Regions from separate parts of the Sus scrofa genome. Here all the other regions are linked to region 1. Evidence: chromatin contacts called from public Hi-C data. All regions are on one chromosome and are shown on one strand. Each heading gives the region's core, a stretch centred on a gene start, on an enhancer-like site or on the middle of the called end of the contact. The rest is flanking DNA. Distances are from core to core; before and after follow the strand shown.

What was found. A called contact is a pair of places that touch in the nucleus more often than the background predicts.
Region 2: a Hi-C map of liver shows a contact between it and region 1, with 4 times the contacts expected there. The contact joins the promoter of RER1 here to the promoter of SKI in region 1. A contact is called at or near these places in 9 of 47 Hi-C or Micro-C datasets (brain, embryonic fibroblasts, fetal skeletal muscle and 4 more) and 2 of 2 datasets of contacts at active chromatin or transcription factors (alveolar macrophages and skeletal muscle).
Region 3: a contact with region 1 is called in a Hi-C map of skeletal muscle, with 2.0 times the contacts expected there. The contact joins the promoter of LOC110261081 here to the promoter of SKI in region 1. A contact is called at or near these places in 2 of 5 promoter capture datasets (fetal liver and liver), 21 of 47 Hi-C or Micro-C datasets (adipose tissue, alveolar macrophages, blood and 11 more) and 2 of 2 datasets of contacts at active chromatin or transcription factors (alveolar macrophages and skeletal muscle).

Annotation. Positions count from the first base shown.
Region 1 is chr6:64,186,704-64,190,001 of Sscrofa11.1, forward strand. It overlaps SKI (ski oncogene), which reads left to right and starts at 1,562. Exons shown (of 7, transcript XM_021095201.1): 1 at 1,562-2,578. The coding sequence starts at 1,610.
Region 2 is chr6:64,299,677-64,302,974 of Sscrofa11.1, forward strand. It overlaps RER1 (protein RER1), which reads left to right and starts at 1,463. Exons shown (of 7, transcript XM_005655986.3): 1 at 1,463-1,632. LOC100624218 (MORN repeat-containing protein 1) reads right to left here and starts at 1,304. Exons shown (of 12, transcript XM_013988730.2): 1 at 1,129-1,304. The coding sequence starts at 1,204.
Region 3 is chr6:64,255,553-64,258,850 of Sscrofa11.1, forward strand. LOC110261081 (MORN repeat-containing protein 1-like) reads right to left here and starts at 1,813. Exons shown (of 2, transcript XM_021095204.1): 1 at 1,405-1,813. The coding sequence starts at 1,813.

The DNA.
Region 1 (3,298 bases), core at 312-2,811:
AGGCAAGCCCTGTCCTGTGGCGCAGCAGTCCTGCACTGGAGCTGGCAGGAGGTGCGGCTGCTGGCTGTGTGGGGAGACCCGGGTGCGGGGTCACAGCGTGGCCCTTCCTGCCAGCAGTCATGCCTTGGCGGTCGGTCCCCAGGACAGGCTGCACGGGGTCTGTCTCCTGCGGGGGGGGTGTGTGTCTCCGGGGTGCTGCACTCCTAACCCACATCGTGTTGCTTGGTGTCCCTGTACTATGTGCGACTTGGATCATTTTGCCTGGTGTCCCCATCGTGTGCGTGGGGACCGCGGCGTTGATGGAGGACGCGCGGCCCGTCCTGTCCGCTCCTCAGCTGGTCTGCGGTTGTGGTGGGGGCCCCGTGTGGGTTTCTGGGCTCTGGTGGCGACGGGGCGGCGGGCCGGGGGCCTTCGCGGCCGCGCAGGAAGCGGCCTCCGCCGGATGAGGGGCCTGGGGCGCCGCCGTCGCCCCCGCGGAGCCGCCTTCCGGCGGGTGGGGCCGATCGGCGCCGAACAGCGCTGAACCCCTGGCGGCTGCGGCCGAGCGGAGCCGAGCGGAGCCGAGCAGACCCGAGTCCCCGGCGGGCTGGGCCGAGCGGAGCCGAGTCCCGGGCGGACGGGCCCGAGCGCGGCCGAGCGCGGCCGAGCGCCGGGCGTGGGCGGGGGGAGCGCGCGTTCCTGGAAGAGCCGGGTCGGGGGGCCGGCGCATTCCAGGCCGGCGCTCGGCTGAGGCGGACGCGCGGCCCCAGACGACGCGCGGGGCGGGGCGGCGGCGCGGCGCGGGGCGGGGCGCGGGGCGGGGCGGCGGCGTGAGCTCAGCGCCCGGCGCTCAGTCCGAGCTGGAGCGAGCCGCCGGGAGGATGTGCGCCGATCTCCGCGCCGCCGCCGCCGCCGCGGTCTGAGGCCGCCGCCACAGGCGCTCCGCCGCCCCGGAAGCCGCGCGCGCGCGCGCGCGGGCGGGCGGGCAGGCCGCGGAGCCGGGCGCGGGCGGCGGGGTGGGCGCGGGCCGGGCCGGGAGGCCGGCGGCGGGCGCGACGCGGCCGGCCAGCGCCGCCGGGACGAGCCGGGCGGGCGCCGCGCGGTGGGAGGAGCGGGGCGGCGGCGGCGGCGCGCCGCGCGAGGACGGCCCGGCGGGCCCCGCGCCCGCGCCCCCGCTCCTCCCGGGCCCCTCGGCCTCGGCCGCCGCGGCGATTCGCGCCTCGCGGCGCCGGCACCTGCCCGCGCGCCCCCCGCGAGCCCCGGGCCCGCGAGCGTTGGCGTTGGCGTTGGCGGCGCGCGCTGGGGCATGCCCCGCGCCTAGGGCCCGGGGGGCGCGCGGGGGGCGCGCGGGGGCCCGGGCGGCGGCGGGCGCGGCGCGGGGCGCGTGGATGTGGCGCCGGGCCCGGGCGGCGGCGGGCTGCAGCGGCGGGACCCCTTCGCCCCGCCCGCCTTCCCCTTCGCGCCCCCGGGCGAGGCCGAGGCCGCGGCCGTGATCGGCCGGGAGCCGGTGGCGGGGGGCGGCCGGGGCCGGGGCCGGGGGCGCCGCCGGGGCGCGCGGGGCGGCGGCGGCGGGGGCCGCGGGGGCCCGGGCGCGCGGGAGCGGGAGCGGCCTGGGGAGCCGGAGCGCACCATGGAGGCGGCGGCGGGCGGCCGGGGCGGCTTTCAGCCGCACCCGGGGCTGCAGAAGACGCTGGAGCAGTTCCACCTGAGCTCCATGAGCTCGCTGGGCGGCCCGGCCGCCTTCTCGGCGCGCTGGGCGCAGGAGGCCTACAAGAAGGAGAGCGCCAAGGAGGCGGGCGCGGCCGCGGTGCCGGCGCCGGTGCCCGCGGCCGCCGAGCCTCCGCCGGTGCTGCACCTGCCCGCCATCCAGCCGCCGCCGCCCGTGCTGCCCGGGCCCTTCTTCATGCCGTCCGACCGCTCCACGGAGCGCTGCGAGACCGTGCTGGAGGGCGAGACCATCTCGTGCTTCGTGGTGGGCGGCGAGAAGCGCCTGTGTCTGCCGCAGATCCTCAACTCGGTGCTGCGCGACTTCTCGCTGCAGCAGATCAACTCGGTGTGCGACGAGCTGCACATCTACTGCTCGCGCTGCACGGCCGACCAGCTGGAGATCCTCAAAGTCATGGGCATCCTGCCCTTCTCGGCGCCCTCGTGCGGGCTCATCACCAAGACGGACGCCGAGCGCCTGTGCAACGCGCTGCTCTACGGCGGCGCCTACCCGCCGCCCTGCAAGCAGGAGCTGGCCGCCAGCCTGGCGCTGGGCCTGGAGCGCAGCGAGCGCAGCGTGCGCGTGTACCACGAGTGCTTCGGCAAGTGCAAGGGACTGCTGGTCCCCGAGCTGTACAGCAGCCCGAGCGCCGCCTGCATCCAGTGCCTGGACTGCTCTCTCCTGTACCCACCGCATAAGTTCGTGGTGCACTCGCACAAGGCCCTGGAGAACCGGACCTGCCACTGGGGCTTCGACTCGGCCAACTGGCGGGCCTACATCCTGCTGAGCCAGGACTACACCGGCAAGGAGGAGCAGGCGCGCCTCGGCAGATGCCTGGACGACGTCAAGGAGAAGTTCGACTACGGCAACAAGTACAAGAGGCGGGCGCCCCGGGTGAGTGTCCTGCGAGCGGCGGCGGCGCGCCTGGGGGGGGGCGGCGGCGGTGGGGGGGGGGTGGTGGCTGTGGGCAGGGGCTGGGGCGCGCGGTGCGACCTGTGCTTCCTCCGCCTCCACACGTCTCGGTGTTTTGTTTTGTTTTGTTTTAAGGAGACTGGGGTGGGGGGGCAGGGGAGTGTCCTTGTCCCCCTAGAGGGCCAGGTAGCCCGGGAGGAAGAGCCTCCTGTCTGACTCCCAGCCTGAGCCAGGCTGGCCTGGTTGGGAGCCCTGGGGAGCCTGGGGCAGGCTTGGTGGGCGAAGCCTTGCTGAGGCCCACGGTCATTGCCCAGACAGCCGGGAGGGGCAGGCTGCAGACCTTGGACTCTCTGTCCCGAGTCCCCGGGAAAGTGGTTCTGGCTGGGCCCAAGCTGGAGCTCCAAGTCCAGTCCTTCCTCGGGCCCAAAGCAAGTGTCCAGCCCCCATGCGCGAGGGGGACTGCCCTGGCCCCCAAGCTCCCAGGCTCGCACACGGGGTGCCTGGCACTTCCCAGCAGGCAGAACTTGGCCAGGCGGGGCCTGTTTGTGCCTTGAAGTCTCGGGAGACAGACTCAAAGCCCAAGCCAGGTGTCCAGGCCCTGGTGGCAGGGGGCCGAGACTTGGCGACTCCAGCTCTCTGTGTCTGCCCTGGCCTGGCAGGCAGTGAATTGTGGAGTCCCCCGTGTGGGGGCGAGGGCTGCTT
Region 2 (3,298 bases), core at 213-2,712, 110 kb after region 1:
CCAGGTGTCCGTGGCATCACCTCCGGCGAACTCTCCCCACAGGCTCAGTTTGGGTCAGGACTGGAACTGCAGCAAAGACCTGAGCAACTACTAGGTGTGCAGAGGTGGGGGAGGGGGCTGGGGCGAGCGAGTGCAGGGTCCTCGGGAGGCCTGGCGGAGAGCTTTCCTGGAGAGGGGACGTTTCAGCTGAGCCAAAGTAGCTGGGTGAAGGTGGGGGTGGGTAGGGGTGGAAAGAGCCCCCCATCTCTCTGCGGGGACCTCACTGCACCACATTCTCCAGACAAAAATCTACACCTGCACCTGGGAAGGGCCTGCCCCACTTCATTTCTTGCCACTCAGCTGCTGGGCACATCATCCCCCACGCCCAACTCCAGTAGTTCCTGGAGGGGGAAGGGCCCTCTCCCCACCATCCCTCCTGTTTCAAAACCAGATTTGGCGGGGGCGGCTCTAGGGAAGCTTGGGGTTGCCAGACTCGGTGTCTTTTGGCATCTGCTGTAAGCGAGGGTTGAGTTCTACCTGAAGTTAGTGGTATGGACTGGGATCGCTCTGTTCCCACTTCTTTGATGCTATGAACAACTCCTATCAAATGTCCTTCTGGGAGGTCCCATCCTGGCGGAGTGGAAATGAATCCACTAGGAACCACGAGGTTGTGGGTTCGATCCCTGGTCTCGCTCAGTGGGTTAAGGATCCGGCGTTGCTGTGGCTGTGGTGTAGGCCGGCAGCTGTAGCTCATATTAGACCCCCTAGCCTGGGAACCTCCATATACTACGGGTGCGGCCCTTCTCAACTGCGCGTTGGGGACGTCAGGAGGTGCGGTCCTGCGCCGGCCCGGACACCTAGGGCCGACTAGGGTTGCTCCTGGCTAGGTCTCCAGGACCCGGCCGGTTCTGCTACTCTGGGCCCGGGCCCCCGCCCACCCAGCGGGCACTGGGACCGTCTTCCCGGGCGTGAGGGCTGGGCGCGGGGAAGGAGCAGGTCGGGGGGCTCGGGGCCTCAGGTTCTGGCCCCGGCTCAGGACTCGGACTTCCCAAAGTGAACGTGAGGGGCCAGGGGCGCTCAGCGAGCTCCCAGACCTGCCCGCCTCCCTCCCACCACGACCGAGGCCTGGTAGGATGCGTCAGCGGTTACCGTCCTGCGGTGGCCGCCCTGGCGGGTCGCGGTCTGTCAGGCGGGAGTTCGTGCTCCCCTCCCTGGCAGAAGCCATCTTGCCGCTAGAGGTTTCCCTTAGCAACCTCACAGCCCTCCTCCATTGGCTCGTTGGTCGCGGGGGGCGTGGCCTGGTTTCAGTTTCTGGGCGTTACCAATCTCTGGAGCGGAACTCTCTGGGCCGGGAGCCAGAGGACGCGACTGCGGTTGCGCGGGACGGCGAATTTCCGCAGGTTACGTCCCTTCCGCCGACGCGACCGCCCCGCCAACGGCCTGGGCCCCCCGCACCGGAAGCGGAAATGGTTGGAGGCTCTCGGCCCCGCCCCGGCAGCCATCTTGGAGGGCCGGGAGGCGGCGCCGCACAGGACGGAGCGGAAGTGCTCGGCTGCTCGTTCTAGGACCGAGAGAAGCGCCGGCGCGGCCGCCACCCGCGTCCTCCTTCCCGCGGCCCTCGGGAGACCGCGCTCGGCCGCAGCGGACCGCGAGGTGCCGGCGGGCGGGACGGGCAGGGCGCGGGCCGGGGTGCTGGCGGCCGAGCGCAGGGCAGGGGCGGGCCCGGGGTCCCCGCGGTGACCAGACCCCCGCCCCCGCTGGCGTGTCCCGAGAGGGTTCCGCCGGCCGCCCCGGGCCGTGGGGCCTCGGTGTCCTGGCCGATCCAGGCTGGCCTGCAGGGTTTGGGTGGAAGCGTCGCGGTGGAGTTGGGTCGCTCGAGGTCCTGGCGATTCTGAATCGAGGATCCCAAGCGCTCGGGCTGACCCGGCCGACGGCGCCCCGCGTGCCTGCCCAGAGCTGCCCTCCGGAAACCTGCCCTGGGCACCTGGGGCTGGGAGTGTCCCAGGGCGCCTCCTCTCGGCCGGGTTGGTCTCCCACTTCGCAAGATGTGTAAGGTGGACGCCAGTAGGTGTGTGAGGGCTCCCAGGTCCTGGTGAGTGTAGGTGCCGTGTGATCAGGGCCAGGTGGAGACTGGAAAGTGGTTACGCGCAGGGGAGGGAGGAGCCGGCCGCGGGGCCTCGCCGAGTAGTACAGGGAACGACATCAGAGGTTGAAAGTGTGGGAAATTACTCTGCTGGGAACCCAGGAGGAATGAGGGAAGGGGCGCTGCAGTGAACTGCAAGCTTGTGGGAGCCAAGCGGTGGCTGACCTGGGCGCCAGGCAGGCCTGCTCCTCTGCCCTACGTGCTGTCTGAGCAGGGAGAACCACTCCACAAACAGGTGCAATGATGGCTCTGGACCTATAGGCCCAGGAGGGTTTGGCTACAACTTCAGATGTGATCCTCATGGCCTCTGTTGGGGTGGATTTTGGGTTTGTTTTAACCTGTGACATAGGGAGGTTCCCAGGCTAGGGGTCGAAGTGGAGCTGCAGCTGCCAGCCTTTGCCCCAGCCACAGCAACACCGGATCCTTAACTCACTGAGCGAGGCCAGGGATCAAACCTGCAGCCTCAAGGATCCTAGGCGGGTTTGTTTCTGCTGAGCCACAGCGGGAACTCCTGGGATGATTTGTTGATCTTGCTTTTTCCTCTGTTCCTCGTGGCCGAGCCTGAAGCCTTTAGGTCCGGCAGCACTTCCCCACCCCACTGGCTAAGTGGCCGGCCCTTGTAGGCCATAGGGCCCAGCAGTGGACCGGCCAGGACTCCCCCTGGAGGAGCTTGCCTCCTAGCGGGAGGGAGCAGAGAAATGAAGTGGAGAGCAGTCGCAGATGATTGTCCCACAAAAGAAAACAGGGTGACATGAGCTAAGGGGCTGGGCACAGAGGGTGTTTCTCTGAAGAGGCGGCCTCTAAGCAGCAGAGGGAGGGACGGCAGGCCCTGATCTGGGAACGGGGCTGACGTGTGCGGCAGAGGCTGGCTTGCTCCCGAGGCGGCTCTAAGGGCCTGGCTGAGCCTCCCCCCGGGAGGTCTTGGGTGGGGGCTGAGGACCTGTCGCCTGCATCTCACAGCCGTGTGCTGAGGCGGCCCCAGACGGGCCGGAGACTCCAAAGTTCACCTCCTTCATGTCATTGCCGTCGGGAGCTCAGCCGAGGCCGGGGCCGCGGTTCACCTGCAGCTTGTTTGCTGGGTGGTCTGGAGCCGGCCAGCGTGCTTTTGGGGGATTTTGCACGTGTTCAGCTGAAAGGATGCGGCTTCTGAGCCGTCGTGTCTATGGAGGGCACGCA
Region 3 (3,298 bases), core at 563-3,062, 69 kb after region 1:
AGTTGGAGAAACCATAAAAAGGAAAATAAGAAATAACAGAAAGTGAGGTTGCCGTGGAAACCGCCCTCTCCGGCCGAGCCCGCGGGGCTGGCACCCGGGCGTGGAAGCAGCGCGCAGGGCTGGCCGGGCTCCCGCCAGGAATGTGGCCACAGCTGCGATGCGGCGCAGGCGTCGGCTCCCACCGTCAGGGAACATTCCAGCACCCGGTGCTGGAAAACAGGCCGCCTTCCTCGCGGCGAGGCAGACCAGCCCGGGGCCGCGGACGGACGCCCCACGTGCCTGGGGCAGGACCTGAAAGAGACTCTGGGGCTGGCAGGAATCTGCGGGGCCTGGAGTCAGTTCCTTCAGGAGAACCCACGGTTCTGGGGAGCCTGGGGGCCGGGCCGGGCGCCTGGGAGGGGCCCACATTCCGCAGCCAGAGGCAGGCCTCCCTGGCCGGCCTGGAGGACCGCGCATGGCAACGCGCAGTGTTTCCAAGCAGCCGGTTTCTAGGTGTTCCCAGAACACGCGGCTCCGCCAGCCCGCAGCCAAGGGAGCGGGCGCAGGCTCGGGGGGCAGCGGCCGCAGAGCCGAGCCCCAGCCCACATCTGACCTTGCTCCCCAGGCCCTGCTCCCAGCAGAGGGGAGAGGGGCGGGCCGGGGGCCACTCGCCGCCTCCGAAACCGCCTGAGGCCCAGCCCCGACAGCCACGTGGTCCCGCCTCGCCCCGGTGTCTTGGCTGAGCCTGGGCCGGCCTGGCCCACGTGTCAGACGCGGCCGTCCACCTGGCTGCCCCCGCACGGGCTGGACATGCAGCCGCTCCCTCGCTGGCCTCTCCCCAGCACGTCTTCTCTGCCTACCATGCCACCTCCTCGGCACACGTGAGGGTCCTGGGGTCCTGATGGGGTGACCCCGGTGCCAGCTCTATCAGCCGGTCAGCAGACGTGTGTGGATGGTGCTGGGCCAGCCAGTGCCCGCCTGAAGCGGGGGCACGGCTGGGAAGCCCAGCCCTGCCCTGCCCAGGGGCCTTCCTGCCCAGCAGCCAGCGTCTGTATCACTCCCAGTGGCCCGAGGGGTGGGGGCCACACCTGGAAGCCTAGTGGCCTTCCAGTCAGGATGGAGACAAGGAAGCAGGGACCTTGGCTGAGGGACAGGGAGGGGCCCTGCTGGGCACGTGCCGTTCTTCAAAGAGGCAGGACTCTTCAGAGAGAAGGGCCTTGGTGGGGACCCTGGCCTGTCGGCCTCCTCCAGCTGCCCAGGGCGGTCTGGTGCTGCCTGGGGGGGTCGGAGCCTGTTGGGGGCCCTTGGGGAAGCCAAGGCCCGCCCGGAGCCTGGGAGCTGCCCTTCTGACGGTGCCTCCAGAGGAAGGTAGAGGCCACCCAGCCTCTGGAGGTTGGCATACGTGTCCGCCCGCTGCCCACCTACCTGGGAAGGCTGCCGCTGCTGCCGGCTCTGTAGTGGCCACCCCATCAGGCCTGTGGGGAGAAGAGGAGGAGCCACTAAAGGCCTTGGGCAGGCTGACGTGTGACTGTCCGTCCCCGGCCCACCACTGCCCCCGGGGGGCCGTGGGCACCAGCGCCTCTGCCTGCCCTGGGGGGCTGGTCCCCCGAGGCCTGGGGCCCAGCTCCCTGGCCCTCAGCCCCTGAACCACACCGTCTACACCTGGATGTGCCCTCAGGCGGAGGAGCCCACTGCTGCCTCCACGGTGCCCCCACCATGCAGGCTCTGGGGGAGCCCCCCGGGCAGAGCAGGGGGCCTCGGGGAAGACAGCTGACCTGCTGAGTCTCTTTGGAAGGGACCCATGAGCTGCGTTTGTTTCCCAGCAGGAAGTGACTCAGTGGGACATAGTGGTGGGGGGGGGCATGGGGCACCCGGGGACCCTCATGAGGGGAGCCAGGAGGGAGTGGGGTCCCCGGGCCAGGCCCACTTGGCTGAGGGATGGAGGCCCTCTCTTCAGGTCGCAGCTGCCACACTGAGCAGCCCAGTCTTGGCGAGTCTGTCTCAGCGGGCAGGCTTCCGCTCTGTGGTGTGATGGGCCCCCTGCTGCCGCCAGGGGAGGGTCACCTGCCCCGGAGACCTGGCTGCGTCCCTGGTGAGCAGGCCCGGGCTCCACTTGGAGGGAAGTTCGGGCTGCACAGCACGGTGCCCCAGCCGGGTCTAGCAGCACCCTCGGTCCCGTCTGTGTCCTTGGGCACGAGGGGGCTGGCCGTGTGCACGGACGGCAACCCTGGATCCTCGGGCTCTAGAGGCCCAGACACGCCAGGTGCATGGGCTGGGCTTTGACCTGAATTATCCTCCAAAGGGACTTCGGGGAAGCCGGGGGCGGGGAGCCCCAGCCCTGCCCTCCGCGGCTGGCGGTTTCCTGTCATCGGAGCTGGGGGCGGAGCACTGGGGCTCCTGGCACAGGCTCTGTGACCCCCCCACCGGTTCTGACCTTGCCAAGCTGAAATACCACATGCATGGTTGGGGTGATAAAAAATTAAAGACAAAAGATTTTAAAATTACTTCATTTTGAGTGGGGGAAGTGGGCCTTGGCTCCCAGCCAGGAGCCACGTTAAAGATTCTGAAGCGCGGGGGAGGGGGGCAGATAAATAATTTAGCTCTAAGAATAACCAGAGCCTGTCAGGCTGCCAGCCTTAAGAGAAACAAACGGGGTTACAAGAATCCTGAGAGTTTTTACAGAACCCCCAGGGCTTCGGGAAAACCGGCAGAGCCAGGAAGGAGCCGCCAGAGGGGCCGAGGAGCCGCCGGGCGCGGGGCCTGGCCGCAAGGGGACCGGGCAGTGCGAGGCGGGGGTCCTGAGGGAGCTCGGAAAGGGGCACTGGGCACCAGCTGTGTGCCAAGCCCTGGGATCAGCTTCCCAGCCCCCCGGAGCCCAGGTCAGCAGGGAAGCCCGCCCCGGGGCCACCGGTGACTAGGCTGGGGTGGGGGCCGCGGGGGAGGCGGGAGGGCCGGGCGCGCCCCGTGGGGGGTCCTGCCCCCCACCCTGAGCTACCTGCCTCCAGGCTGCCTGGGCTTGGGGCTCTTGAGTTTCTGGGATCTGTGGGTTTATGGTTGTCATCAGATTTGTGGCGCTGTTGGCGGCTTTCTTCAATGGCGTCTCCATCTCCGCCTCCAGCGCCCGCTGCAGCTTCCGCCTTGGGGCATGTCTGGCCCCTTGGAGTCGTCTCCCTGGCTAAGTATTTCTTCTTTTAAATGATTTATTCCTGGCTGTGCCTGCAGCAGGTGGGATCCTGGGCCAGGGATCGAAACTGTGCATGGCGGCAGCAACCCGAGCTGCTGCGGAGGCAAAGCTGCATCCTCAACCCGCCTGGCGGGT